Linked DNA regions of Drosophila melanogaster: region 1 is linked to region 2. Evidence: chromatin contacts called from public Hi-C data. All regions are on one chromosome and are shown on one strand. The core of a region is the stretch at or near the end of the contact, and the rest is flanking DNA. Distances in the headings are between cores, read along the strand shown.

The links. A called contact is a pair of places that touch in the nucleus more often than the background predicts.
Region 1: a Hi-C map of the Kc167 cell line shows a contact between it and region 2, with 4 times the contacts expected there. The contact joins the promoter of CG3226 here to the promoter of APC7 in region 2. A contact is called at or near these places in 1 of 1 datasets of contacts at CTCF or cohesin (the Kc167 cell line), 63 of 107 Hi-C or Micro-C datasets (the D17-c3 cell line, the Kc167 cell line, the ML-DmBG3-c2 cell line and 26 more) and 6 of 6 datasets of contacts at active chromatin or transcription factors (the Kc167 cell line and the S2 cell line).

The regions. Positions count from the first base shown.
Region 1 is chrX:6,652,726-6,658,488 of dm6, forward strand. It overlaps CG3226, which reads right to left and starts at 1,523. Exons shown (of 3, transcript NM_132104.4): 1 at 1,421-1,523; 2 at 1,183-1,355; 3 at 388-1,005. The coding sequence starts at 1,435. The coding sequence ends at 501. It overlaps pigs (pickled eggs), which reads left to right. Exons shown (of 10, transcript NM_001298020.1): 10 at 1-290. Cdc7 (Cdc7 kinase) reads left to right here and starts at 1,816. Exons shown (of 4, transcript NM_167080.2): 1 at 1,816-2,171; 2 at 2,335-2,755; 3 at 2,825-3,047; 4 at 4,882-5,763. The coding sequence starts at 2,425.
Region 2 is chrX:6,594,142-6,600,251 of dm6, forward strand. APC7 (Anaphase Promoting Complex subunit 7) reads left to right here and starts at 2,947. Exons shown (of 5, transcript NM_132101.4): 1 at 2,947-3,054; 2 at 3,125-3,632; 3 at 3,793-4,463; 4 at 4,534-4,814; 5 at 4,885-5,558. The coding sequence starts at 2,953. The coding sequence ends at 5,170. Pat1 (Protein interacting with APP tail-1) reads left to right here. Exons shown (of 8, transcript NM_132100.5): 4 at 1-172; 5 at 243-344; 6 at 424-1,100; 7 at 1,173-1,330; 8 at 1,395-2,813. The coding sequence ends at 1,526. pigs (pickled eggs) reads left to right here and starts at 5,921. Exons shown (of 10, transcript NM_001298020.1): 1 at 5,921-6,110.

The DNA.
Region 1 (5,763 bases), core at 273-2,772, 57 kb after region 2:
ATTTGCATGCCAAAAGGTTGATAAGAAATCGAGCAAAAAACAAGATGAAGTGCACCACGGGTTCTCGAGCGCTGGCCATGATGAGCATCGCATCACATATAATATATATATATTATATATGTGTACTTGGATATATATCGCAGAACATATAAAGTGTATTTTAAATACAGCTAAAGTGTAATTATCAATTCATTTCGAAAGCAAACTAACTATTACAAATGGAATAGATTAGACCGCAAGGGTGTACTCTAAGCGACGAGCAGCATAATTGATTTTAATCACAAGAATTTAATTAATTAAATAAAAGCCTATATACAAATATATATATAAAAAGCCAAAAAAAAAAAAAAAAAAAAAAAAAAAAAAAGAACAAACACCACTCGTTTTAACTTAATGCCCTAGCTGGGAGTTTATTTATCCACATATACAAATTGTGCTGGAATCGAAGCAGTGCCTTAGGTAGTTAGCTAATTCGCGAATGGGTGTGGTTATTATCATATCTAAAGATCGTCGAAAGAATCCAATCCGCCGCCCGTCTCCTTGCCAAGCTTCGCCTTATCCTGACTCTCGGTCCAAGCTTTGGCGATCATCTGCTTCGTCTTGGAGTCACCGTCGTTGTACATCTTCTTCATGATGTTAACAAGCGCCGATTCGGGATTGTCGCCATCTTTGGACAATTCGCTGTCCTTCTTTTGCTTCAAACGCTTCTGGATAGCGGTGAGCACATCCCAGTGCTTGTCCTCAACCTTCTGCAGATAGATGGCCACCATGTCGGTCTTGATCTTTCGGTAGCTCTTCTCCACATCGATACTGTGCAGCAGATTGTTTACGGTCAGCCCAAAGTCCTTGCCCTGAAGATCGCGCACATGGAGCTGCAACGAGTTAGGTGTGTAGGTGACTGTCACATTCTCCTCCGTGCAGCCCTGCACTCCGTTCAAGGTGATGAAGAGCTTCACGAACTTGGCGCTCTGGTCCCAGCCGTAGTCGGTCAGCTCGTGCAGATATCTGGGCGATCGAAATGGGGATTCATTAGTGGGGCTTGCATGGTTTAAGAAATCTCTGCCCATATATAGTGATGTAGAAAGATGTGGAACTACATTTGGGATATGGACTAATCCCGAAGAGATTTTGTGTTTCGGTCGATTGGGTGTTGGGTTTCTTGGACCTCATGGATTTGCTCACCTCTTGGCTTCGCTCGACCCGGTGGCCTGTCGCTCTGCCGCAATTTTGGCCTTCAACTCCAGATTGACAATCTCCCGTTCCGCCTCCGCTTTAGCGGTGGTCAGCACGTCTTTTACGCGGGCACCTTTCGCCTGCTGCAGGAAGGCCGCCAGCTCGGCCACATCGCTTTTCAGCTGTGTTATTCGATGGGTGTGGGGTTATTTCACTGATGGCTCGTTTTTCAACAACTCGGACTTACCTGTTCCAATGACATTTTGTTTTGTCTGAATAACAGTTGATTAATTTTGTAGGTTCGCAGAAATTTCGAGCAATTCAATGACGCCGGCGCCCGTGGTGAATGTACTAAAAAACGATTAACGCGTGGCGAGCACGGAGCACACTGCGAAAAATACTATTTCACGGTATTTTCAGTATATCAAGTGCCAGCTTTGGTGCACAAAATGTTACATTTAATTATTAAATGTATATATTACTACGACAAAGGGTTGTTTTGTTTTAGAGCTTACTAATGTCAAATTAGAAATACGTGATATTTGAATCCAAGAATGGGCAGATGACTAGTAAATCATGATCCATTATTAATTGATATGATTTTTGTTATAAACTTCTACTTCCGCCGGAAAAGCGATTTTCCCGCCAAACCAGGGTGACCAGTTGGAGGCAGCACACAAGCAATTTTGGTATTACATCCCCGGCGGACGGCGAGCACACTGATCCATAATCTCGAAAAAACCATCGATGGCATCGAACCGGCTGGAACTGAACCATCGATATTATCAGTAGCGCCATCGATGGTTTGATAGCACCTCAGCTCCCGCGGAACGCCGACCAGAACACACGATTCAGACAATACGACCAGTGACCAGAGTTGTTCATGTGCTCCATCCAGGGTATCCACATACAACCAACGGACGCTGCGCCACAGCCAGAGTTCCGGGATTAAAAGGGCGGCGCAGCAGGACTCCGGATTGGAAACAAAAACTATCCAAGTGAGTAGAGGAGTTGTCATCTCAGTTACTGCTGCCGCTCGTCCATACGGCAAATGTCAAAACTGTTCAACCGTTCGGAAACACTTTGCTTTACACTTTGGCCTGGCCGAGAACAGAAATTTTTTAATAAAAAAAATTCCGTGTCAAAATTTGCTCTTTTTAGGCACTTTTTTTTTCTGTAAAAACCGCCATAAAACCACCACAAGCACCATCAATACGCCGATGCCCAAGAAGATTGTGCTCCTGAGGAACAATGGCCGATCGAGTTATGTGCCAGGAGTTGGCCACACCAGGCAGTCACTATCGTCGCCCCAAAACGGGAGTGCCCAGCACCAATGTGGTGTACGCCAATGGTGGCGGATCCTGGCGTGCGGCGCCAAGGCAAACCCAAAGGCTGCCGCGCCAGACCGTTCAGCAATATGCCACCGGCACTCCGGCAACTGGAAGCGCGGGCAGGCATTCGGGCAGAGCATTCGCCACTGCGGGCGCCACCGAGGAGCAGACAGTGGAATTCAATGGAGCTGCAGTCATGGGTCTGCCCGCCACGCCGCGTACAACCAAACAGGCACGCAACAAAAGCGAAGGTAAGTTCAGTTGCTGATCCAACTTGTTAGTGCATACAGATGAATTTAATTGGTTGTATTTTGCTGCAGAAGCCATCAATGATCTCCTCACACGAATCCCGGACATTGGCAAGCTGTTCGATGTTCACAGCCGGATTGGCAACGGAACCTTTAGCACGGTGCTGCTGGGCACACTGCGCCGGGAATCGCATCTGCCGGACAGTCTGCGTCGCAAGTTCGCCATCAAGCATCACATACCAACCAGTCATCCGGATAGGATAATGAAGGAGTTGCAGTGCATGACCAAAATGGGGTAGGTTCCTCATTTCGTTTCCCCACTTGGTGTCCTGTGTCCTTTGCCCTCCCGTATCCTTATAGTATCGCCCGACTGGTTGTAAACCAAACAACCAACCACCCACCCCACCCACGCACGCCGCTTCGTCCCCTCGTCTGCGTCAAACGCCGTTAAACGACGTCAGCCGCCGGCAGCGGCTCCATCTACGTCATTGCAATTTATATTTCGCCGCACGAACGGCAAGCGAGATGGCATGATTGTTGTAGCGTTCGTTTATTGCACTTTCACACGCCATTCACGTGCCCATTTACAGTTACATTGAAGCCCACGGTGCACAGCGAGAAAAATTCGCCACCTTTCTCTGCATTCATTTACGCATTTCACATCACTTTTATATCCGAAATATGTTAGATCTGAATACATTTCGCATTTGTTTATGCAAAATCGCATCTGCCAGTGCACAGAGAGAAAAGAAAAGAGTTCGATATCGCTGTGATATGATAAGTTCCAAAGAAATTATAAATAAATAGGAAGTTCGAGTTCGAGTTCGAGACTCACCTCTGCTCAATACATTAAACCATTTTCGCATATCAAAATGCCATATTAGCTAATCTATACAATATATATCCAAAATTTCTTTCCGTGTGGCAGCTGTAACGTTTGTTTACAGCCCGCGCACATCACACATGCGTGGTTTTCAATTCAGACTGTTGTAGCATATCCTGCAATCCCAGCCGCCGGTTATCGATTGCCCAGAGCAATGGCCAGGTGATTAGATTAGCTACTCGTATTAGATGGGCAAATCGGTTCAATACCGCCTCGAACCGGAGGAGTTTTGGGTTGGCAGGTATCGTCGCCGGTCAGCTCATCGTCCGGCTGTATAATTTACCCCAAATTAGAAAATTAGAAAGAGGAGAGAGTGGGCGGTCAGTGGGTATTTTGTGTGTGTGTGTGTGTGTGTGTGTGTGTGGGCGACGTTGCGTGTTTGACATAAGCCGGCTGCCCGCCCCCTGATTACCCATCGCCCACCGCCCAACATCTTTGCCCCTCGTAGACCCACTGCCCGCTGCGATTTTGTGTCTATTCAAGCAATTTGCGCAAATTCCGCAGACCCAATTGCGTCACAGCCGATGATAATTATGACTGGGCCATGCCGAGTGCTCCCTCACGTATTCACATATGCCGCTTGCCATGTTCCGCACCCGAAGGCCCAGCGCCCAGTTCGCAAATCGCATCTGCCGTATCGCCCATCGCTCACCGTCGAGCTGCGCGACTAGCTAGAAAGTAGCTAATCAAATCAACTGTTTCTAAGTTACACCGAAATCAACATTCCACGCAGACATTTTAAGTAATGGAAATATATATGTAAATAACTTATACTATTATAAACAGTAGTAAAAACTGTCAAATTAGGTTGTACGTTGTATATTCCATATATGTCACAAATATTCAGCTAAAAATAGCTAGAAATCAGGTCCGCACTGGTTCTACGTGACGTCGAAGAATCACTCTCCCTTTCCATTCCTCTCTCCCTCTGTCTCTCTCTTTCTCTCACTGAAATGGAGTGGGCGGAAGTGTGCGTGGGCGTCTCTGTTGTTGTTGTGGTTTTCCCACACGGAACAACAAAGCAACATAAACAAGATGGTAAAGCTGACTTGCATAAATCCTGCTGTTCAGTTCAATTAATTTGATGTGTGACTAGCTTAATCACATTAACTACCCTTAAAGTTAATCAGGGTTGGTGGACACCTGTTGCTCAAATCACTGGTTGGGAATTACAGCCAAAAGCTGCGTATTCAAACTATAACTGCATAACTAATCTATTGTTTTCCCGCTCTAATTCGCTTCTCAGGGGAAAGGAGAACGTGGTGGGCATCCACTGTTGCATGCGTTATGACGCCTCCGCCGCTTTCGTGATGCCCTTCATGGCACATGACCGATTCCAGGACTTTTACACGCGCATGGATGTGCCCGAGATCCGGCAGTATATGCGCAATCTCCTGGTGGCACTGCGTCATGTCCACAAGTTCGATGTCATCCATCGCGACGTGAAGCCGAGCAACTTTCTCTACAATCGACGTCGGCGAGAGTTTCTCCTCGTCGATTTCGGTCTGGCCCAGCATGTGAATCCTCCGGCTGCGCGATCTTCCGGAAGTGCCGCCGCCATCGCCGCAGCCAACAACAAAAACAACAACAATAATAACAATAATAATAGCAAACGGCCACGAGAGCGCGAATCAAAGGGGGATGTGCAGCAAATTGCGCTGGATGCTGGTTTGGGTGGAGCAGTGAAGCGTATGCGTTTGCACGAGGAGTCCAACAAGATGCCCCTGAAACCGGTCAACGATATTGCGCCAAGCGATGCGCCGGAGCAGTCAGTAGATGGGTCCAATCACGTCCAGCCACAGCTAGTGCAGCAAGAGCAGCAACAACTGCAGCCGCAACAGCAGCAGCAACAACAGCAGCAGCAACAACAGTCGCAACAGCAGCAGCAGCCGCAGCAGCAGTCGCAACAGCAGCACCCACAACGACAGCCACAACTGGCGCAGATGGATCAAACAGCATCGACGCCATCTGGCAGCAAGTACAATACGAATCGAAATGTCTCGGCAGCAGCGGCTAATAATGCCAAGTGCGTTTGCTTTGCAAATCCCTCAGTTTGCCTCAACTGTCTGATGAAGAAGGAGGTGCACGCCTCCAGGGCAGGAACACCTGGCTATCGGCCGCCCGAGGT
Region 2 (6,110 bases), core at 1,697-4,196:
ACGCGGAATTGATGGGTCTGAACAAATGGCTCAATAAGAGCGTGCCAAACCAGCTGGTGGCCATAACCTACAGTCAGATTTCGGCCATGTACTTTGCCCGCAATGAGTACAAGAACAGTCATTTGTGGAGCGGTCTCGCCATGCGATTTTTAAAAGGATATGCGAATCCACGGTGAGTTGTGTTCCCTGCCTTAAGTTTAGCCTGGTTATGCGTGGCTTATTTCAAACTTAATCCCCGACAGCACCATCATCGATGTTCTGCGCCAGGCGGCGAAGGCCTGTGTCGTTAAGCGGGACTTTGCCCGGGCCAATCTGCTCATCTGCCAGGCGGTGCGACGCGCACGGTAAGCAAATTATTCCACCGATTCGACAGCATTTTGCACTTCTCTTTCTTTTATTAAACTTTTTTTTTTTTCCCCACAGCGAGTACTTTGGCCCAACGCACCAGAAATACGGCGATGCACTGCTGGACTACGGATTTTTCCTACTCAACGTGGACTCGGTGTTCCAGTCTGTAAATATATACAAAGAAGCACTGGCCGTGCGTCGTGGTATTTTTGGGAATATGAACTTTCACGTGGCCATTGCCCATGAGGATTTGTCGTATGCCTACTACGTTCACGAGTACAGCACCGGTGACTTTAGCTGTGCCCAGGATCACGTGGACAAGGCTGTGAATATAATGCAGCATCTGGTGCCAAGCAATCATCTAATGTTGGCATCGGCGAAGCGCGTAAAGGCACTCCTGCTGGAGGAGATTGCGCTGGACAAGATGGCTGATGGCATAGATGAGGAGGATCTGCTGCTTCAATCCGAGGAGCTGCACAATTTCGCCCTGCTTCTCTCGCTGCAAGTGTTTGGCGAGGTGAATGTACAGACGGCGAAGCACTATGGAAATCTGGGGCGGTTATACCAAACGATGAATCGTTTCGAAGAGGCGGAACGAATGCACAAAAAGGCGATCAAAATTAAGTCGGAACTGCTGGGTCACTTTGACTACGAGGTTGGCCTGTCCATTGGGCATTTGGCCTCGCTGTACAATTACCAGATGAAGAAATACCGTGATGCCGAACAGCTTTACATGCGCAGCATTGATATAAGTATGTGTATATGGATAGAAAAAAAAAACAATTTGTTGTTAAATTTCACATTAATTTGCATATTTCATGCAGGCCTGCGTCTGTTTGGGAACTCATACTCTGGCCTGGAGTACGATTATTTGGGTCTGTGCCACGTCTACGAAACATTGCATAACTTTGAGAAGTATTTGAAGTATGCGCACAAGCTGGAAAACTGGCAGATGTTGCGTGGCCAAAACCTCACACAAAATGTACGTAACGTTTTGCATAAGTTCATATAATTAACATACGAATTGATGATCGATATTCTTGCAGAAGTCCAGCTATCCCGCCATCGAGGTGGACTATTCTATCGAGGAGGTCAAGGCCAAGTACTTCAGCATGTGCGCCTCGAAAAAAAGCGCACACCCCTCGGTGCACGAGGAGGACACGGTGAACGAAAACTGAGTAGGGGCTTTGGTGGGAGTGGTTGCCGAATCGGAACCGGAATCGGATATGGTAGCGGACGACGATGAGGAAGTTACAGTTGCACCTGCACTAGCAAACGCAATCGCACCCACATCCCCAGCAACGGATGGCACAAACTGGAGGGCAAACTGCAGCAGGAGCAGCGGCAATGGTGACAGCGGCGTCAACATCTGCAGTTTGTCTTAGATAATAGATTCGAATAAGTTAGCCCACGTTGAAAATGAGGAGGCACATCAAGGATCGACCCGGGTGTTCTTTAAGAATCTCTCAAAGTATGGTATGATAGCATAGCTTGGTCGAATTGAATATTCAACCACGTTTCGTTCAAGGTTTTTATTTGCCATTTCCATCGAAACAGACCCGTAGTTATAACCGAACTACTATACGTATTACATCGTAACGAGAGTGTGGGTCAGCTCAGCAAATTTTTCACTGTGTTCCAGTCATCATCGAATACGTCCAGTACCCCTAGTTCCCGAAGTTTTCAAGGATGCCAAGTCCAGTTTTTTCAGTCAGATAGACCTAGGCTAAGATGTAGTAGTATTGTTGGAGCTTCGGTTAACCGCTTAATCGGGAGATCGTTGAGCAAATAGTTTTTTTTTTTTTGTAAGTAATATATATTGTAATATTCCCCGCGTTTTGTTCCATGTACAAATGTTAAAAGTTTTTCTGGACTTTCGCCTCGAATAATTCAACTTTTGTATTTTTTCGAAAACCACAAAAAAAAGGGCCAGTCGCCGCCAGAGGACAAAGTTTGCTTTCGTTAGAGTAGCACGTGTATTTGTTTCAGTTTGTAATACCCCCCACTCCCCCTACCCTTTATAAGATTTAAAGTTGTATAGAGTGCAAGAAGTATGCCCATTGTATAGTCTAAGTCCTAATCCAAACGATATAATAAATATATATATATTTCTTTGCGTTCGCATTAAAAAAAAAAAGAAGAAAAAAAAATGCATGAAAAGTATTGTCGCAGCCCCCAAAAATTGCGAAAGGCGACGGGCAAGCGTTGTAAATAACTCGGGTTGAATATTACAGCTTCCAGTTAATAGAAAATGGTTTATAATACATATACATATTCTTCACATAAATAAATATAAATGAATGCCTATGAATTAAGACAATTTATACCATTAACATTTGCTACCTAGAGCGATACTTAATAATACACAATTGAAGTTGCAAAACTCTTTTTGGCATTACTTAGCGTTTTAGTTTAAGACCGTCGTCGTAAATCTCAAATAAAATAAATGCAAAAATCAATGGTGTAACTCTGTGTATTGTAAATGTTACGAAATTTGATGGGGTAACCTTTTTGGTCACTATTTAAATTTCGAATCGATATCGCAAAATCACGATTTTTTAAATTGGAAAGCATCTGGAAATTGGAAAGCAGGTGGCACTCTGTATGGCATCATTTTTGATAGTCGTGGAAAAGATGGAGATCGCGCTATTCGCGAATGCTAAAAAGCTTTACGATCACAAGCTTTACGAGTGCGTTATTCCAGCGGTAATATTCAATAATATCTAATATAATTCCCACATGGTTGTAATGCGCTCCATTGCCTACAATTTGGCAGGCGGATCTGCTGAGAACCGTGCTTAAGAATGATCGCTATGTGGCCACACTGGATGTGGAATACCAGGTGCTGCTCTATCTGCTCAATGCAAACTACAAGGAACGAAATTATCGCGCAGCTCTAAGGCATTTCGACGAGATCATCCATAAGCGGCGACTAATGATGCGCCACAAGAATGCCGTCTTGGTGGCCATCGAAAGTTCCTATCCGGAATTCGGAGACGCGGAGCAGCGTCGCCGTGCTGCCGAGTGTTATCGTCAAATTGGGAATACCGACATGGCCATAGAGACATTGCTTCAGGTGCCACCAACATTGCGATCGCCGAGAATCAATCTGATGCTGGCCAGACTGCAGCATCATGGCAGCAGACATGGAACCACCAAAAAATCGGAGGCCGTGCTCGCCTACAAGGAAGTGATCCGCGAGTGCCCAATGGCGCTGCAGGTGATCGAGGCGCTTTTGGAACTGGGAGTCAATGGCAATGAGATTAACTCGCTGGTGATGCACGGTAGCTACATATATATATATGTACATATGTACATAAATCATACTTTTTCCATTAGATCATTCAAAGTGATTCCTGTAGTTTGCACCCTATATGTTCCTGATTTCATGAAAAGCTTTTCAAAGGCTGTGTAATCCATTCATATCTTCGCCTTATCAACTAGCTGCCACGGTGCCCGATCACTTTGACTGGCTGAGCAAGTGGATCAAGGCTCTCGCCCAAATGTTCAACTTCAAGCACTCGGACGCATCGCAGACCTTCCTCATGCTGCATGACAACACCACGTTGCGATGCAATGAGCACCTAATGATGGCACTGGGCAAGTGCCTCTACTACAACGGCGATTACTTTCAAGCGGAGGATATCTTCTCGTCGACGCTGTGTGCCAATCCGGACAACGTCGAGGCGATCGGACTGATGGCGGTGCTATGTGGTCAGGAGGGCGGTTGTGAGCAGGACAGTGCGGATATGGATTACCTATTCGCAAAGGTGTCCTCCGAAGTGAAATACACGGCCAGCCATTGGTTTGCGCATGCCCAGCTGTTGTACGATGAGGGAAAATTCGAGCGGGGCTTGAATTTCGTAGAAAAATGCCTGGATTCGGAGCCGCGTAACCATGAAGCCCTAATCCTGCGCGGACGTCTGTTAATCGCGCTGGAGCGGCACACGCAGGCGGTGTGTGCCTTTCGCACAGCACAAATGGTGGCACCGTATCGTTTCGAGATCTACAGGGGACTCTTCCACAGCTATTTGGCTCAGAAGCGATTCAAGGAGGCCAATGCCTTGTGCAACTGGACGATACGCCTCTTTCAAAATTCGCCAAGGAGCTTCACGGTACGTGCTATATAATGCTTCCATTTACATGGTTTTATACATATGTATGTGGCTTCGCTTTTATCGACAGATGTTTGGTCGCACGCTCTTTCTTTTCCCGGATCCAAGGATGAGAAGGACTGCGCGGAAGTTTGCCGAAAAGTCACTGAAAATCAATCATATCTACACGCCGGCGGTGAATCTAATTGCCGATATCTGTCAAGTCGAAGGTCCGACCAAGGCCATCATAAAACTGCTCGAGAAACACGTTATTATCTTCCCGAAGGTGAATCTGCTCAACCATCTCGGCGATATAATGCGAAAGCAAAAGGAACCCGTCAAGGCGATGGAATACTATTACAAGGCATTGCGGTAAGTTGGGTGGTCGGGTCTGGTCGTGGAAGCAGCTTATAACGTATATGATCTATACGCAAAATTTCAGTCAAGATCCCAAAAGTAAGCGCACTTTGCGAGGACTACGTTTATTGGCGAAATCCGACGATGAATCACCTGTCCTGGACGAAAGTGACGACATTGGGATGGATAATCAGCAATCCATCAATGACCTGACCACGCTCTGTGAAGCAACAAATGCCCAGGGTGCCGAGGGTGCTGAGAGTGTGGAGAATTCTCGAGAGGCATCCTCCTCAGCAGCCGCAAGGTCAGGTCAGGAGGAAGATGTAGATGAGCACGATTGGATCGACGTGCCAGACGGCATGTCGTATTAGTTAGCGTTTGATATGCTGCAACGCACGTGTTACAGCAGGCAGATTGTGTCAGCACTTAATCGGAGAGCGCTGTTAATGTTAACATGGCTTTAATAACAGAGACGTGGTTCTAAAACCCATTTCACCATAAAAAAAATAATAATAATGTCTCACATACAACAATAGTCCTTTATCATCCATTGTCTAAAAGTGAATGTTTTTTTTTTGTTATTAAGAATTGTACCCCACTTAATTGTTTTCTCTACGCTCTTGGCACTGTTACTGTAATCAACATACCCGTTAAAAATGCCTCTCAATGTTACATTTTTGTTAAAAGATTGTGCCGCCAAATTTAAAATTTTAATCTCAAAATAAAAATATATGCAAAATGTAGACACTGGCTTAAACTAGATTAATTGAATATATATTTAGAGCTTACCCGCTTTATTCATTATTTATGCAGTGCTTTATAGAAGTTAATATATTTCCTTATCAAATTTCCTAGTGCATTTGAATTTCTGCAAAAAAAAAGAAATAATTCATTAAAGTATTAGTATCTATACAGCAAATAAGTTAAAAGAATTACTGAATATATATTAATTGTAAGATTTCATATTTTATAATTTAAAAAACCGCTCAAATGCCTAACATAATCCCTAACAGCTGGTTAACATGGCGCGAGAGTTTTAACAGCGACGTCGCCGTCGTCGTCGCGAGAGAGAGGCAGCGGCGCCGGCAGAGCCTATATAATGAACAGCGGCAGCCCATTTTTTTGAAATTTTTCAACCGACACCGCGCGCTGATGGTTGTGTCTCGGTTTCCGTTAGATCTTTTCGAAAATTTGTCTCGAAAACATGCGTTCAATTTTGCGGGAAAACGATATCACACGATGATATTTGATTTCTTTCAAGAGGATATATTGTTATAATGATTGCTATATATACTCCTCACAACCCAATCG